Regions from separate parts of the Mus musculus genome. Here region 2 is linked to region 1. A link is a contact called in public HiChIP or PLAC-seq data. All regions are on one chromosome and are shown on one strand. The core of a region is the stretch at or near the end of the contact, and the rest is flanking DNA. Distances in the headings are between cores, read along the strand shown.

Region 1 (5,741 bases), core at 1,901-4,400:
GGGGTGTTGTTGGATACATATACAAGCATTTCACTTCCTAGAGACGTCCATTGTAGCTTCAGATGCTGGCAAGCTCTGTCCTCCGGTCCAGAAGTTCACATGGTGAGGGATCCTTGCTTTATTTAAGAGACATCTTGTGGGCTGGACAGCAAAGACAGCACAGGAAGTGATAGACTCATCCCACACCAGCCAGGAGGGAGCAGAGCCCACAGGAGCTCCTAAACCATCCCCTCATCCCCGGCCCCCCAACGCAGCCTTGGCACTCAGAAAGGTTAGACACTGCCCCTGCTAAATTCTCACATTCTCCCTTTGACCTCATCATCTCATGCCCTGCCCTGCTCACCTCACCCCACCCCACCCCTGACAAACATACACACACACATGCACACACACACACACACACACACACACACACACACACACTCTCTCTCTCTCTCTCACATACATATACACTCACACATAGTCTCTCACACACACATACTCACGCACACATGCACACATACACATGCACACATTCTCACATACACACACACATAGTCACACACATGCACAAACTCACACATACACACATTCACACACATACACACACATGCATACACTCTCACATACTCACACATAGTCTCTCACACACACATACTCACACACACTCTCACACACATGCACACACACTCACACATGCACACATACCCACACACATGCACATATTCTCTCACACACACACACCATGCACACACACACACACACACACACACACACACTGCAGTCTACAGCTGAACACGGGGTAGCAGTTTTTCAGCACACACACACTTACATACACTTTCACACACATGCATACACACTCACACATGCACACATACATACACACACTCTTAGCCACACACATGCATACACGCATACCTACACAGATGCACACACTCTCTCACACACACATACCATGCACACATACACACACTGCAGTCTGCAGCTGAACATGGGGTAGCAGTTTTTTGGCACATACACACTCACACACACATGCACACATTCTCACATATTCACACACACATCTCACACACATGCACACACTCACACGTGGACACACACATGCACACATGCATGCACACACACACATATGCACACACTCTCTCACACACACATACCACGCACACACGCACTGCAGTCTGCAGCTGAACATGGGGTAGCAGTTTTTCGGCCCAAGAATGACTTGCCATAATTGGGGCTCCTGGTTGCGATTTCTCTGTCTTCTATTTTATCCGAAAAATGCCTGGCAGTAATTGCCCATCCTCGGACATGGAGAGGAGCCGCTCTTTTTCTCGTTCATACTCCCAATTGGACTATTACTGCCCTGGCCCGCTTTCCCTTAAATAGACCCTGCTCAATTTGTAGGCATTTTCTAGAAGAGAAGATTCATCTCTCTCAGGCCTGGGTAGAAGGAGAGGAGATAGCCAGGCTTTGTCTGCGGATGGAAGGCAGTGTGATAGTTTCTCTCTCTCTCTCTCTCTCTCTCTCTCTCTCTCTCTCCCCCTAAGAAAATTAAAAACCTGGCCAATCTGTCTGTCCCCATTTCATAGATGGGGAAATCAAGGCGCTTGCTGCCAAGCCTGACAGCCTGAGTTCAATTCCCAGGGACCCACATGGTGCATGGAGAGAACCAGTTCCCACAAGTTGCCCTCTGATCACTACCTGCGTGTCATGGCATGCATGTGTTCATACGCATACACACATACAAATAAATAATCAGAAAATAATGGAGGGGTATACAGTAAATAGTATCAAAATTATTTGGGAGGAAAAAGATTATATTTGGGGATCCAGTGACATTTGCAAAGACTGAAAGGCTCAGAGGAGACCACAGAAATTCCTGGTACTGCCTAGCAGTAGGGTAAGGGGTGTGTTCATTCATTCCTTACAGAATGGGAAGGAAGGGAGCAGAAGCCAGGGAGCTGGTCACCCAGGGCAGAGAAAGCAATGCTTCCAACCCAGGGAACTGTTTCCCAATTCCATGGAATTTTTGCAAGCCAGTCCGAACATGATATAAAATAGATTGCATTGCTGGGATCTGGCGGTGCCCTGCTGGACGTTCTAACTCTCAGAGGCTGAGGCAGGAGGATTGGTGTGAGTTTGAAGCCAGCCTAGATTACAGTGTGAGATTCTGTCTGAATGAAACCAACTAAGATTCACAACAACAACTTGTATATATTTGATACCTGGTGTCTGTTAATTTTGAAATATGCAACCTCTTTTCCTTTTTTGCAGTTTTGTGCTTTCTGCCAAGACCATAAAATTTTAATTTTTTTGTCCATCCATCCATCCATCCATCCATATGTTATGGGCATGCAAACCATGGCCACATGGTAGAACATGGCTACATCATAGTAAGAAAACCTGCAGAAGTCTCTTCTCTCCTTCTACCATTTGGGTCTCAGAGATCAGGCACACTCTGCAGCAAGCACCTTTGCTGACTGAACCACCCTGCTGCCCAAGTGAACATCTTTGATGGGTGCTGACAGTCCCTAGCCGGATCCCAGGCTCAGTGAATGAAATGGTCCAGCCAGGATGCTGACCAGGAATGTCCTCAGTTAGATTTGGGACATCTGAGTCACGATAGATACCCCAGTGCCTCCCCGGCTAGATGCCTCTCTGGCTTTTCAAGGAAGCTGACAAAGCCCACATCCAGCGGAGACATCTCTATTGCCTGTCACGAGGCGCCTGTCACTCGGCCACCTTCACACCTGCCTTTTCCCTCCCCACCCACGTGCCACCTCTACAAAGCCACCTTAGGGCTGATCAAAAGCGGGTGCAGCCTTAAGTCAGCAGCCTCCCCAAGTCTGTCGGGGGTTGGGGGGAGTGGCTGGTCCCCAAGAAGGGCACTGTCCTCCGCTTCTCCCCCTCCTCCCCTCCCCCCTCCGGATTCTCCACAGCCTCCCGGATCATCGCTGAAAGAAATACTTTGCAGCGTTGTTGGGTCTTTGTTGGGGCGGAGGAGGGCGCAGCATAAAGGGGTTGAGAGAGTGAACTGGGGGGTGTGGGGGGGGTGCGGCGCAGGGCGGGAGGGGAAGAGGACGGATTCTCTGTGTCTAAAGGGGAATTAAAGTGCTTTTACCGGAGTGAAGAAATCAGATGAAGAATGGGCTCAGAACAAAAGGCGAAAGTCTGCGCGCAAGGCCGGCTGAATAGGCCCCGATCCCCTTAAGTTTGTAAACCCCCTCCCCATCCCTAAGCCTCCCTTCCTCGCTGCTGCCAAGAACAAACGCGCGGGAGGAAAAACAGAGCAGGGGAGGGGGAGGGGGACCGCAGGACCAGGGCCCAAAACCCCTAAAATAAAAGGTAATCCCTCGGGCACTCTGCCCTCCTGGACCCTACCGGGGGTCTGATTAAAGGTCCCACATGAAGCCACCCTTCCATTCACATGCAAGGAGCAGGATTTACAAGAAAAGAGGCAGCGAAGAATAGGCAGACAGGAGAAAAGAGGAATTATTTGTGTCCCGTAATGCTTGTTAAGCGCGCTCTTCTTTGAGTGCACCAGACAAGACAAGGCTCAGAACTGGAAGAGAAATCCAGGGCACACCCCCCCCACACACACACACACACACTCGGCCCAGCCTCTCCACCAGCGCCCGCCCCCCCCCCCCCCAGCAAACCCAACCACCCAATGCATCCTGGGGGCCAACCACACACATCAGGTGTGCACACACATACATGCACAAGTCCGAGAACACATACAAAGGGCTGTGAGCAAGGCTATAGACTCAGAAGAGAACTGTAATTAACCTCAGGTCTGCTGGCTGACAGTGATCTAATCAAACCAGCCCTTCACATCCTCTCTGTGGCCAGAGCTGGGTGGCCCGAGGTGGTGAACTGTTGGGGGATGTGGCTAAAGACCTCGTTTACAGCATCCTCCGGGATTGGATGGTAGAGAGTGTAGCCCATCTCCTGTGTAAGATGCCTCCCTCGCTCCTGCCTCAGGACCTTTGCACAGGCCACACCTTGGAGTAGGGTGCTGTTTCCACCCCTTTGGCAGAGCTAGCTTATTGCTCAGATGGGAGACAGCAAAGCCTTTCCTATCTGGTCCCTCCTCTCTCTTAAACCACCACACCTTGATCCTGGCTCTCAGAAGTCCTCCAGACCCAGCAAATTTACAGTTAATGGGATGTTACAATTTATGTGTGACACACTGTAAGGTTCATAAGATATAAATAAATGTATGGCCATGGGTGTGAATGCATTAGGGATGTGTGAAGGAAGGTGACATTTGTTTCTTGTTGAAATTGTTCAAGATTCGTCTGATCAACCACAGGGTGGTAAAGGACAGTGGCTGCTTCTGCCAGAGGAGGAAATGAGTCACTTAAGTCAGGTCTCTGGGGGCTGTAGCTGCATCCTCATTCCCTATTGTGCCATTTGGGTTTGGTCTATCGTGATGTGAACAGCCTCTACCTTGGGCTCTGGCTGCTGGGTGCTGAGATCCTTGGTCAGCATCCTTCTCTCCTGGTAGTGGACTGAAACTCTCTGAGACTGTGAGCCCAAGCAAACCTTCCTCCTCTCAAGTTATTTCTGTCAGGCATTTGGTCAGAGCAATGTGAAAATAGCTTAGATGGTCAATAAGAAAGATGTTTATGGGACGTACTATACCTCATTCATTTACTTATTTCTTCGATTTACTGCTTCTGGGGAACCATGCGTGCTGGATGAGCGCTCTACCGCTGGCCTCCATCCCGAGCACGTATGTCCACTCTGGTCACTTGATCCCCTGGGTGGTTTAGAAACTCATGTGGTAACTGTGGTGATTTTTAATGCCTGGATGGTTTTGTGCCTGTTAATTTTTCTAATTTCTTTTAAAATTTATTCTCTCTCTCTCTCTCTCTCTCTCTCTGGTGTGGGGAGGGGCTGGGGGAGGGAGAGTACCAGACACTGTGTAACACACTGTAAGACCTAGGGAGTGGCGCTATTTGGAGGTGTGGCCCTTTTGGGGTAGGTGTGGCCTTGTTGGAGTAGGTGGGGCCTTGTTGGAGTGAGTCCTTGTTGGAGTTGGCAGACTTATGCCATTGTAGACGTGGGCTTTAAGACCCTCCTCCTAGCTGCCTGGAAGCCAGTCTTCTGGTAGCAGATTTCAGATGAAGATGTAGAACTCTCAGCTCCTCCTGGACCATGCTCCTGCCTTGACAAAGCCAAAAGAGGGCATCAGATCCCGCTAGAGCTGGAGAGCTGGAATCGCAGAGCCCCGATGTGGTGCTGGGAACTGAACTCAGTCTTCTGCAGGAGCCACCTTTCCCCAATGCTCTTCGCGCTGAGCCAGCTCTCCAGCTCATTTTCTCCAGTCTTAACTCTTCATCAATCCACTACCAGTGAGCTCACTCCAGACTCATGCCTTCTCCCTACCTCCACAGTGCTACCCCAGAGCAACCCTCTCTGGAGCTTGCTTAGATGGGCACAACAGCCTCCAGCCAGGCCACCCTTCAGTGGTCAGGTCTGTCTGTCTTCCACACCCAGATCAACCATCGATTGGCCTTAAGACTTCCAGTGGGCTCCTCGATGTCTCCCAGAGACTTTGACTCCTGCCTCCCTGCTCCCTGGGCATTTTCTACCTGGAGTCTTTTTTGTACAGCATTTTCCACTGCTGGGTGGCTGCTCGCCTCGTTAACCCTTCCTGCATATCAGTCAGTGCTCAGACAGGTGCCGACCATCACACACAGACACAGACTCACACACATACACACACACACACACCATTGATTTTGAGGAGGAAA
Region 2 (5,741 bases), core at 1,304-3,803, 110 kb after region 1:
GAGGAGGAGGAGGAGGAGGAGGAGGAGGAGGAGGAAGAGGAGGAGGAGGAAGAGGAGGAGGAGGAAGAGGAGAAGGAGGAGGAGGAGGAAGAAGAGGAAGAGGAGGAGGAGGGGGGTTGAGGGACTGTAGTGTCAGGGTGTGAGTTTTTCTCCACACATCTCAACAGCAATGCATAATGGGAAGAGGCCTTTGAAGTGTTTTGATGGATGCCAGACTCCAAATAGGGCAAAAAGGCAGAGGGAGAAAGAAACCATGGGAGAGAGGGAAATAGAGAAAGAAGGAGAGGAAGGTTTGGGGCCAGGGGAACAGGAAAAGAGGTGCAAGCCACTGAGTTAAAGAGGGAAGCACTCCAGGAGAATCAAGAAGATGGGGTTGGGTGGGGGGCTCCAAGAAACAAAGGCAGAGGGGCAGTGGGTTCGCCTCAGCTGGCAGCCTACATGACTCCTGTCTTCTCTGGGCCCTTCCTCATCTCTCTGCTCTCTGGGAGCATCTAGGCCCCCAGGCAAACAGGCTGGGCACTGCCACAGAGCTTCTTTTAGAGGCTTCAAGAATCTCTCTCCACAGGCCTAGGAGGCCCCGGGTGTGATCCAGTCTGCTTGGTCCTGGTTGCTACACTACACTACACTACACTACACTACACTACACTACACTGCAGGTACTCAGTCTCCTTGACAAAAGAGCGACCAGGTGATGTACCCACATACAGAGGCTACCCAAGTTGCGGGGAACCGTCTCCCAAAAGGCTCCGCTGATGAGACTCTTCAAGTCTTTCCCCCTAATCCATGAGGAGAATCCCTGCTACTGATACACAAACATTTCCCCCACTTCTACAAGAGTTGTGTAAATAAAAATTTACTGTCCAAACACCACACACACATCTACAAAATTCAGTGCCAGGGATCACACAGCCCAGTTCTGTCACACATAGGATCTCTAGTAGGAATATTCATATCTACACACACACACACACACTCACACTCAGACATTAAAATACACCTGCAGCATGTCAGAATAAACACATGCTTGTGAGTGACTTTACAAACAAGCATTTCCTCACACACCCAGTCGACCCATGTAAGCAGACACATAGAGACACAGACCAACAAGAAAGAAAGAAAGAAAGAAAGAAAGAAAGAAAGAAAGGAAGGAAGGAAGAAAGAAAGAAAGAAAGAAAGAAAGAAAGAAAGAAAGAAAGAAAGGTAATGCACATGTTAACAGGAAATTATAAACGAGAAATTTTACATGCCAAAAAAAGAAAGAAAAAAGAAAAAGAAACAAAAATAAAAAAAAATCCCTCCACGTCCCAGGGTTTGATCGCGAACACACTATAAATAGAGAGTTTTCAAGCAGTGGATATTTGCTAACAAACTCAGTAAATACGCCCAAACAAACACCCACAGCCAAGTCTTGGCACAATTCCTCTATGGCTCCAACCCTTAGGCCCCAGCCCCGCACCATCAGCGTTCTTCCCAGCAGCAAGGAAATATCCCAAAACACTCTCCCAGCCCTACCTCGTCCAAAGCAAGCGGTGGCCTGGTTGGCCTCGCAGAAACAAGGCCTGATCCCTTTTCTCCCCTCCAGGCCCACGCGCCCCTCCTCAGAGTACACCTGCTGGTACCCACACACCTGCGAAGCTGCCTTTGGCTCTAGGAGAGGGCCAGACTTAGAGCATCTCGGGGGGCCCGGGAGTGCCTATGACGCCCGGCTGTGGCCAGCTTCCCTCGCTCTATCGAGCGACCCACTCACCACGGTTCCCGCCAGCCTGACCTGGAATATGGACGATGTGGCCAAGACAGATGTAGTGAGCTTCAGCCTCCTCTCAACCTGCCGGAACACCCATCCGAGGTAGACCACCCCTTTCGCCACACCTCCCCCAGTGCCGAGTGAGCTAGGCACTTAGAAACGACCTTCGGGATTCCCAAGACCAGGCGAGGTGACATCCCTGAGTCAACCTGGATAGGGGTGGGGGAGGGAGGCACAGAAGTACCCAAGCTTCCCGCCCTCAGTCTCTTGGTGAGAAAAGCCCTGCTGGGCCCTAGCCCCGTGAGTGACAAAAGAAGCCACCGTAGGGAGAAGTGCCGGGTCTCCCAGCTCCTACGCTCAGAGCCCGAGCGAGCCGCAGTCTAAAGCAAGAGGGAGCTGGGCGGGTTCGGAAGCAGGGGGACCACAGCGCACTCCCTGCCTGGGCAACTTCTACAGGTTGCGAGGGTGGCGAACCTGGTGGGAGGTTTCTCCCTGGCTAGGCCTTGGAACCCTGCCCCCCAAAATTATTTGTGATGGGAGAGAAAAAGAACCCTGGTTTTCGCATCGCGCCCCCACCCCTCCAGACCCAAACTAGAAGGTAAATACTTACTTAGCTTGGGAACAGGTACTAGCAAATACTCGGCAATACTGATGTCTTGTTTTTTTTGCTCTGCCCTGACCGCAACGCTGTAGCCAATTTAGATATGCTATAAATTTAAGAGGTTGCTATGGCCACGGCGCGCCCATTGGCCGCCCGGCCCCCTACGTGCCGCACCACGTCACCAAATCTGAATAAGGATGCGCGAATTAGGCGGCGGCCAGACAAAGATGAGGATCGGGACCGCTTGAAAGTGGGGGAAAGTGCCGGCGCCTCCGCCAACCGGGAAAGCCGCTCGCCAGTGCCGAAGCCAGCAGCCGCCGAGGACACCTGCTCGAAGCTGGAGCGAGCGCCCGGTCGCGACCCGTGACATGAGGCTGTGACCGCTGCCGCCCTCCACGCCACTCTGGGCAGTGCAGCGCCAGGCCGGAGAGCGTCGGAGGACTTGACCCCGAGAAGTCTTGGTTGATCCGTAACGGACTCGCCCCTACAGACTCGCCTACAGACTAGGAAGGCTGAGAGCCACAGCAGCGGGGACCGAGAGGGCCTAAGGGCCCAGGGGCCCCAAGGAGGACGAGGCGGCCCGAGCCGCCGGGGCGCGCGGCTATGATGGTGCACTGTGCTGGCTGTGAGCGGCCCATCCTCGACCGCTTTCTGCTGAACGTACTAGACCGCGCGTGGCATATCAAATGTGTTCAATGCTGCGAGTGCAAAACCAACCTCTCGGAGAAGTGCTTCTCACGGGAAGGCAAGCTATACTGTAAAAACGACTTTTTCAGGTAAGAGGCCCCGCCGCGCCCTGCTGCCTACCACTGGCTGGCCCGAGCTCTACTCTGGCTCCTTGGGAATTAAGGGACCAAGAGACCCACCCCAGCTTGGGAGGTGGGGGTGGGCAGATAGGCAGTCTGCCCTCCTCAAGCCCTGTCCTCTGCTTGTGGGATGCTGAGGTTGAGTCGAGGGAAAGGAGGAGGCTGTTTGGCTGCTTCACCTTGGGTCTGCCAGGCAGCAGCAGAGATCGGTCAGATGGCAGAGGCCCGGAAGCTCGGCAACTTGCTCTGGGCCCCTTCCCCCGACACCTGAGTCCCCAGGACAGAAGCCTCAAGACTCCCCTGTCCAGATCCCAAAGATGTGTCGGGAGTTCAGAGCAGCTAGGAGCTTCTTGTTCCACACAGTAAATCCTAAACCCAGAGGGTAATCTGAGGACAAACAGGAACTTCTCACTTCCAAAGGACCCTAGCTAAGAAGGGATCTCCTGGAGATGGGCGATGAGAACCTTCCCCTGGCCCCCCACCACCCTCACCCGATTAATTTTCTTCCTAGTTGGAGAGGCACTGAAGAAGTAGAAGGTGAAAATCAGCCGATCTGTTCTGAGATCTCCCTTCCCAAGTCCATACAGCCCCTCAAGGCAGGCCAGGACCCAGTGTCTCTGTGGGCCTCAGTTTCCCAAAATGAGAAATGCTATGGGGCAGCCTAGAAACGCGTGGGTTTTTTTTTTTTTTTTTTTTTTTTTTTTTTTTTTTTTTTTTTTTTTTTTTTGGTAGCTGCGCTTTCTGCCCGTTTCCACCCGGCACCCAGACTGGCTTTGTGAGTCTGAATTCCAGGCACTGAGGGGGCGTGATTAGCTCGGCAAAGGAGAAAGGCTGCCGCCTGCCCCAGTGGCCGGGCACTTGGGAATTTGAATAGGAGAAAATGTCAGCCTCGCCTTTACACGTGTAAACTCCCTAGCCCCAGAGGCCCTGGTGCCCCTAATGTGGCATGCTTGCAAAGCACCTAATGATTTTTGATAAGGTGTATATAGCCAATTATGCTGCCGGATAAGGCCAAAAGTGACTTATGGTTTCTAATGCTCTCACTACATCAATGTCACCCAAATTCACTCTGTTTAGAGACATGGGTGTGAGTGGATGAAGGGGCCCCTCAGGGTTCTGAGCCCTCTTCTTCCTCTCCACACAACCTGTACCCCTTCCTTTAGGTTCTGCACCACCCATTATGTGCATACACGGGGGTACTTTCTTCCAGAGCCCAGGAAAGAAAAAGGATTTGTTCAGAGGCAAGGGAAAGAGGGCTTTGGAGTGATCCCAGGTCTTGGCTGGGCAGGACTTAAGATCAGCTTCTGCTCCCATTCTTCTGCTGTCTGCTGGGGCCAGAGATGGGGGAGGAGGATGTGTGTGTGTGTGTGTGTGTGTGTGTGTGTGTGTGTGTGTGTGTGCAGAAACTGACTTCCTGTTTCCAGAATGTACTCTTCTGAGGGCCTTCTGTCCCCAGCTCCTGAAAGCTGGGAGTCTAGCAGGTCTCCTGGATAGAAAGAGAAAAGTCCTGGCCTTTTTGCTCAGGTCTTCCACCCTGATGCTAAAGACAGGCAGGCAGACAGACAGACAGATAGACAGACAGACAGACATGGTGGTCCTATCTGACACACACAACACCCTAATCCAGGAAGCAAAACTAAAAATACTGAAAATCTACTCCACAGGCTTAAAATCCTTTGTAGGCTCCTGAAACAACCAAGACAGATTTGGTGGGGACCTGAGGGCAGGGGAGGCATCTTGGGACCCCCTAAACCCTTGTCTTCACTCCAGGCCAAACTCTCAGCTCTTCTAGAACAGCCCCATATAGCCTGAATCAACACATTAAAAGCAGGGCCACCTCCCCCTCAAACCAGCCCTGACTCGGGAGACTAGAATTAGGGCTCCGTTGGACAAATACGGGTGTCTGGGACGCCAGAGGGGGTTGGAAGAGGTCAGCACTGAAGAGGACCTGGACACTAGTACCAACTTCCCACCTCACACTGACAGTCGCCTTATATCCATCCACAGGCGCTTTGGCACAAAGTGCGCCGGCTGCGCGCAAGGTATCTCTCCGAGCGACCTGGTACGGAAGGCCCGGAGCAAAGTCTTCCACCTCAACTGCTTCACCTGTATGGTGTGCAATAAGCAGCTATCCACCGGAGAGGAGCTCTACGTGATCGACGAGAACAAGTTTGTGTGCAAGGACGACTACTTAAGCTCCTCTAGCCTCAAGGAAGGAAGTCTCAACTCGGGTACGCAGCCCTCTGCTCTTCCTCCAGTTTCCCTCTATACCGCGCCAAAACCCAGCTGACACTCTCAACCTCCACCCCGTGCCTGCCCTGGGCTGGGGGCTGGTCTGGTCTAATCTCAGCTCAGCATTCATTTGTTAGGGGGCTTCAGGGATGGGGAGACAGAAGCCAGTTCTACAGGGGAAACCCGAGCCAGGCTCGTCTTCGGGAGCCCCCACCAACCCAATTTAGAACAGCAAAAATCTCCCTTCAGTATCATTTGATGTCCTGGCAAATTCTAGAAGGACGGGGTGGGGGGGGCGCGTGGGGGCACTCATAGCTATTTAGAGGAAAGAGAGATGGGGCGTGGGGGATGAGAGGGG

The links. HiChIP or PLAC-seq counts read pairs in DNA pulled down with a chosen protein or histone mark.
Region 2: a contact with region 1 is called in an H3K4me3 HiChIP or PLAC-seq map of embryonic forebrain, with 2.8 times the contacts expected there. The contact joins the promoter of Lhx5 here to the enhancer-like site in region 1. A contact is called at or near these places in 2 of 39 promoter capture datasets (HPC-7-derived erythroid cells and neural stem cells), 12 of 484 Hi-C or Micro-C datasets (CD8 T cells, the G1E-ER4 cell line, embryonic fibroblasts and 4 more), 13 of 115 datasets of contacts at active chromatin or transcription factors (craniofacial prominence, embryonic forebrain, embryonic hindbrain and 5 more) and 3 of 9 other capture datasets (adipose tissue, embryonic stem cells and pancreatic islet).

Annotation. Positions count from the first base shown.
Region 1 is chr5:120,319,346-120,325,086 of GRCm38.p6, forward strand. No RefSeq gene overlaps it. Among named protein-coding and RNA genes, the nearest start is that of Gm31836, 87 kb to the left of the region's middle. Within about 2 kb of position 3,151, at least 25 of the 459 cell types and tissues checked have an H3K27ac peak or open chromatin away from gene starts, as enhancers often do. A contact at or near this core is called in CD8 T cells, embryonic forebrain and female germline stem cells, where this site is marked.
Region 2 is chr5:120,429,333-120,435,073 of GRCm38.p6, forward strand. Lhx5 (LIM homeobox protein 5) reads left to right here and starts at 2,554. Exons shown (of 5, transcript NM_008499.5): 1 at 2,554-3,121; 2 at 5,159-5,382. The coding sequence starts at 2,949. It overlaps Gm27199 (predicted gene 27199), which reads right to left and starts at 2,435. Exons shown (of 2, transcript NR_166585.1): 1 at 2,355-2,435. It overlaps Gm31976 (a long non-coding RNA gene), which reads right to left and starts at 2,348. Exons shown (of 2, transcript XR_878743.1): 1 at 1,748-2,348.